2 separate regions of the Mus musculus genome follow, and region 2 is linked to region 1. Evidence: chromatin contacts called from public HiChIP or PLAC-seq data. All regions are on one chromosome and are shown on one strand. The core of a region is the stretch at or near the end of the contact, and the rest is flanking DNA. Distances in the headings are between cores, read along the strand shown.

The links. HiChIP or PLAC-seq counts read pairs in DNA pulled down with a chosen protein or histone mark.
Region 2: an H3K4me3 HiChIP or PLAC-seq map of bone marrow-derived macrophages shows a contact between it and region 1, with 6 times the contacts expected there. The contact joins two enhancer-like sites. A contact is called at or near these places in 7 of 39 promoter capture datasets (the 3T3-L1 cell line, the HPC-7 cell line, cranial neural crest and 4 more) and 4 of 115 datasets of contacts at active chromatin or transcription factors (bone marrow-derived macrophages, extraembryonic endoderm stem cells and stem cell-derived neural progenitor cells).

What each region holds. Positions count from the first base shown.
Region 1 is chr17:46,993,771-46,996,470 of GRCm38.p6, reverse strand. The region is part of intron 2 of Ubr2 (ubiquitin protein ligase E3 component n-recognin 2); the gene reads left to right. Among named protein-coding and RNA genes, the nearest start is that of Ubr2, 15 kb to the left of the region's middle. Within about 2 kb of position 1,305, at least 131 of the 459 cell types and tissues checked have an H3K27ac peak or open chromatin away from gene starts, as enhancers often do. A contact at or near this core is called in the HPC-7 cell line, bone marrow-derived macrophages and liver, where this site is marked.
Region 2 is chr17:47,506,738-47,509,437 of GRCm38.p6, reverse strand. It overlaps a transcript of Ccnd3 not described here. Among named protein-coding and RNA genes, the nearest start is that of Taf8, 5.8 kb to the right of the region's middle. Within about 2 kb of position 1,322, at least 284 of the 459 cell types and tissues checked have an H3K27ac peak or open chromatin away from gene starts, as enhancers often do. A contact at or near this core is called in the HPC-7 cell line, bone marrow-derived macrophages and liver, where this site is marked.

The DNA of each region.
Region 1 (2,700 bases), core at 56-2,555:
TCAGGACAGAAAGGCTGGGATGAGTGTCCTTCCAGTTCTGGTAACCTGGCTTAGAAGGGAAAACAGGTTTGGCAGGAGAAGGTCAGAAGGAGTTTGTTTTCTGAGGCCTGAGGCACCTCCGTGTTATTCAAGCCACTAGGAAGGCACAGGCGGGGAACATGTGTGTCATATCACACCAGGCCTCTGACTACCAAGCCCTTGTTCATTCTTGCCTGCCTTTTATTCTCACATGCCAGTGTTAGTTGTTGTTTCACTCATATTTAATAAAATGTGGGAAAATGGGCTCATGTCTTGTTTTTGTTTTTTTTTTTTTTGTTTTTTTTTCAGCTAAATTCAGATGTGTAGACATGCACTTTTTTTGTTAAAAATAAATCACGGAGGCTGGAGAGCGGCTCAGCAGTTCCGAGCACTGTCTGCTGAGGACTCAAGTTTCCTTCCCAGCATCCATGTCGGTCTGCTTGAAACCACTTGTAACCCCAGTTCCAGGGAGGCTAACTCACCTCTGTCCTATGCAGGCTAGTGCACTCGAGGTGCAAATACCCACATTTAGATACACAGAAATACATATAATTTAAGATACTAAAAATAAGTATTGGAAAACATGTGATATGCTGGTGATGGCTCAGCAGGAGTGGGTCTTTGTCATCAAGCCTTAACCCAAGTCAGATCCTCAAGACCACGTGATGGAAAGAGAGGACTGACAGCTGCAGGTCATCTCTGACCTCTGCATGTGCACTGTGGTACAGAGGCTTGCTCACACACACACACACACACACACACACACACATATCTATAAATAAAAAAGTGTTTTTGAGTATTCTTCTTTTATTTTAATGGATTATTTCTTGTGACCACTGAAACTTAGAAGTGTGGCCTGTTGTTTGGAACTGTCATCCCTAGTAAAGGCTGGGGAGTTTCTGAGATGGAGAAAGCAAAATAAGACCTCGATACGGTTTCCTAGGTTGTCAGCCCTAGAGAAAGAATTGTGGGGTAAGAATCCCAAAGTAGGAGATGTTGATGAATTTTACTGCAGAGAGAAGGGGGGCATGCTGGCCTCCAGAGAACTGTGCTGCTGGAGTACGGGACCCCTGTCTTATGGACACACTAGGTGGAGGAGAGGAAGGAGTTCAGGTGACCCATTCTAAGACAGGTGCCGTTTGCCCCTGTACGCTTCACTCTTTCTGTCCTTACATGGGGTTTTCACGTGTGTCAGGTGCATGATGGGAACAACTAGTTTGCAAGGCTGGCCATCAGCACAGCTGGCCACGCTGTGTCCAGCCCCTGTGGGCGGTGCTGTGGGTTAATGTTGCAGCAGCCACAGGATGGCCTGCTGTAACATAGCTCTGAGGTTGCATCAGCAGCCAGCCTCCATGCAGTTTGACCCTTCGTGGGAAAGCAAGTTGTCTTGTGGTACTGCCCTCTTTTACCACAAAGTACACGCAAAGGTACTTTGCCACATAGCACACTTGGGCTGTGGAAAGAGATGTTGGTAACTTAGCAAGATGGACTTGTCTTGAGCTCACATCCCCTGTTATCCCAAACTGGGCTGCCCTGTGAGTCCTGTTTCCCAGCTGCAGATGTGAAACATGTATCTAGTGCCTCAGGCAGAACAACAAACATTGTCGGCTCCCAGGGCTACTGCTGAGAGTGCTGGGACAGTACAAAGGTGACATTTTGCTGCTCACTCTGTTCCTTTTTTATTTTATGTATGTGACTACACACTTTAGCTGTGCAGATAGTTGTGAGCCTTCATCTGATTGTTGGGAATTGAATTTAGGACCTCTGTTCTCTCCAGTCGGCCCCATCTGCTCCAGCCCAAAGATTTATTTATTATAAATACGTACACTGTAGCTGTCTTCAGACACAGAAGAGGGCATCGGATCTCATTACGGGTGGTTGTGAGCCACCATGTGGTTGCTGGGATTTGAACTCAGGACCTTTGGAAGAGCAGTCAGTGCTCTTATCCGCTGAGCCATCTCTCCAGCCCCCACTGTTTCTTTAGTAGTGCTGTTAGTTGTATGTTTCCAATTCTCGTTCAGTCGCATTTACTTGTCAACTAGCTACTCTGGAGAGTGTTCTTCAGGTTAGGTATAGAAAACCCAGCCATTCTGGGTTTGCAGCCTCAAATATTCCCTCTGCCTTAGAACATGAGGCATCTGTGTCTCATAGGAACATTTGCTGCCCCATTCTTTGGGAAATTTTTTATTTATTTAACTATAGACAAGCAAATCCGCAAACTGTCAGAGCTGTCTTGATTATTATGGATACTAAACATAATTGCCTTTATGCACTAGAGGTGAGACTGAGAGAAACCCATCCAGACGGGGAAATCCAGAAGAGATAGTTATGAATCTAAGAACACCAAGGAGCCAAATAATGAAAACCTTTCATCCCAACACTTGGGAGGCAGAAGTGGTCAGATCTCTGTGGGTTCAAAGCCAGCCTGGTCTACATAGTGAGTGCCAGGGCTGTACAGAGAGGCCTCGTCTCGGAATAAAGGAAACAGTAACATAACAGCACTCTCTGGCCTCCACTTTAGATGCAACTTCCACAAAAACTTGCAAACTCTGACTTAGGGGTTTGCTTAGCTTCCGGGGTCAGTGTTCCTGGACCTGTGGAGCAATGGACCATTCCAGTCGCATGTGTGCTCACGGGCTCCTCGCACGCTCCAGTGTGAAGCGGAAACCTTTGTGCTGATTG
Region 2 (2,700 bases), core at 73-2,572, 510 kb before region 1:
TACAGGCCAATCAACCATCCTATCTTTTTTCAAATTGACCAACCCTAAATTAGGGGAGAAGGACTTTTTGAGAGACTTAAAAAGGCCTCCAGCCTTCAATTTTTTTGTTTCCCAAGTCTGCACTCTGCCTTGCAGGGTCTGTTTCTCTGTGTGTCTGCCGCATGTGTTTCCTCATTCCCAGTACCTGCCCTTCAACCGTTGGTTCTGTCTGCTGCTGTCTGCTTGCAGTCTGAGATTTCCCTCGACACTACCAGCTGCTTCCTACTTCCTAATTCTTAAAGTGGCAGAGCACATAAACCTGATCAAAACTTGTAGACCTTAAGAAAAAGACCTCAGAGCCGGGCGGTGGTGGGGCACTCCTTTAATCCCAGCACCTGGGAGGCAGAGGCAGGCAGATTTCTGAGTTCGAGGCCAGCCTGGTCTACAAAGTGAGTTCCAGGACAGCCAGGGCTACACAGAGAAACCCTGTCTCAAAAAAAAAAAAAAAAAAAAAAAAGGGTCTCAGGGCTGAAGAGAAGGCTCAGTGGTTAAGAGCACTGACTCCTCTTCTGAAGGTCCTGAGTTCAAATCCCAGCAACCACATGGTGGCTCACAACCATCTATAATGAGAGCTAATGCCCTTTTCTGGTGTGACTGGAGATAGCTACAGTGTACTTACATATAACAATAAATAGATCTTTAAAATATATATATTTAAGAAAGAAAGGAAAGAAGGAAGGAAGGAAGGAAGGAAGGAAGGAAAGGGCATCAAATCCCCTGAACTGCAGTGACAAATGGACAACTGTGAGTTGCTGGGAATTGAACCTGGGTCATCTGAAAAAACAGCCTGTGCTTTTCTGGTGTATAGGGTCTCTCTACATAGCCATGGCTGTCTGACTATGTGAACTCTCTCTGGACGCTGGTTTTCAAGATGATAAGCTGGGACAGAGGTGCACGCACATGCGCACCTAGAATTACGGTGAGAAACACTACGGAGCCCCTAAGTGGTTGTTGAAGCCACATGACCCAGAGTTCAAAGGTTTTTAGGGGTGCTTTAGGGAGAAAGTGAGGGGCTGAGACCAGAGAAGACACAGACTCCAGTCTTACTGCAGGAAAGGTGCCCTAGGTCGGCAGCAGGGACAGGGACAAGGACAGGAATTGACAGCTCTTTGAAACGCAGAGGATTTAAACTTTAAAAGTCTGTGGGCAAAATAAACACACCTACCGTTCAGCAGGGAAAGGGAAACTTGGCAGAGGTCCCAGAACTTTCCCCACCCACAATCCGCCCTAAACTTCCTCTTGTGGTTTCTCAAGGGTACAGGCTGTTCTTGCTCTACAAGTGAGGGCGGAGGGAAAGGGGCGTGCCCAGGGTTCCACTGTGCCCAGACCCTGGGAGCAGAGAGGAAGAGGTGGGAGGGCGCAGAGGAACTTTGTTTGCATTATTCATACACTTCACAACCTTAGTCCCTCACCCTCAAACCCGACATCAACACCCATCCCTTCTTAGGATCAATGCTTAGACGTTCTTTGAAAAAACAAAAAACAAAACAAAACAAAAACAACTTTTACTTATTTTACACATATGGATTTCTTGCCTACATGTAGGTATGCACACCCTGTGCATGTGTGGTGGAGACCAAGGGAGGGCTTCTGATGCCCCTGGAACTGGAGTTACAGACATTTTGAGCAGACAACTGGGTACTGGGAATTGAACCCAGGTCCTCTAGTATCTCGGCCAATGCCCTTAACCTCTGAGCCACCTCTCCAGCCCTGTAAGTTGGTCTTTCTAGTGCAGGTCTCACTTATGTAGACCAGGCTGCCCTCAAACTCAACTCACAGACACTGGCCTGGCCTGTCTCTACCTCCTGAGTACTGGGATTGCAAATTGAGTCGTGATCATAGCAGACATAGAGACCTGCCCTGGGCATCTCCAAATCTATGCAGAGAGGTCCTCGGAGAAACCAAGAGTTTCGGAGAGGAGGCAGAGAAAACAACTAGACTTCAGGAAGGCTGCCCTGTAGAGGGGCTCACATCCCTCACAGACACTGTCTCCAACTTGCAGGGAGTAGATCCAAGGGTGCTGCTTTTCATGAAGTGACACGGGAGATTCGAGGGGAGAGCACCTTAAGCTCCTCCCATTTCTATATCATCTTCTTAATCAGATTCCAAGGTCCACTGTTCTTCGTGAGACATAGGATGAGAGAGTCTAAGTCTGTCTGCAGACACTCCAGAAGAGGGAGTCAGATCTCATTACAGATGGTTTTGAGCCACCATGTGGTTGCTGGGATTTGAACTCCAGACCTTTGGAAGAGCAGTCGGGTGCTCTTACCCACTGAGCCATCTCACCAGCCCCGAGAGAGTCTGAATGTGCCTATGACAAAGCAGGTGTGGTAGGTAGCACATGCCTTTAACCCTGGCACTCTTCAGAGAGACCAGACATTCAAAGTCAGCTCACCCACATAGTTTCAGGCCAACCTGGGTTACAAGACTCAAAGGACAAATGGAACTCAGGCCGTGGCTCGTGGAGAAGGAGTTGGTGTGCATGTTAAGATCTCAGGCAGCCATGTAAAAGTGGCCAATGTTAGTAATCCAAGCACAGTGAGGTTGGACAGGGAGGGAGACAGGTGGATACCAGGGGTTGGGGCCAGGGCTTCAACAAGTGGTTGTGAGCTACCATGTGCATGCTGAGAACCGAACCTGGGTCTCCTGCAGTCGTAGTAA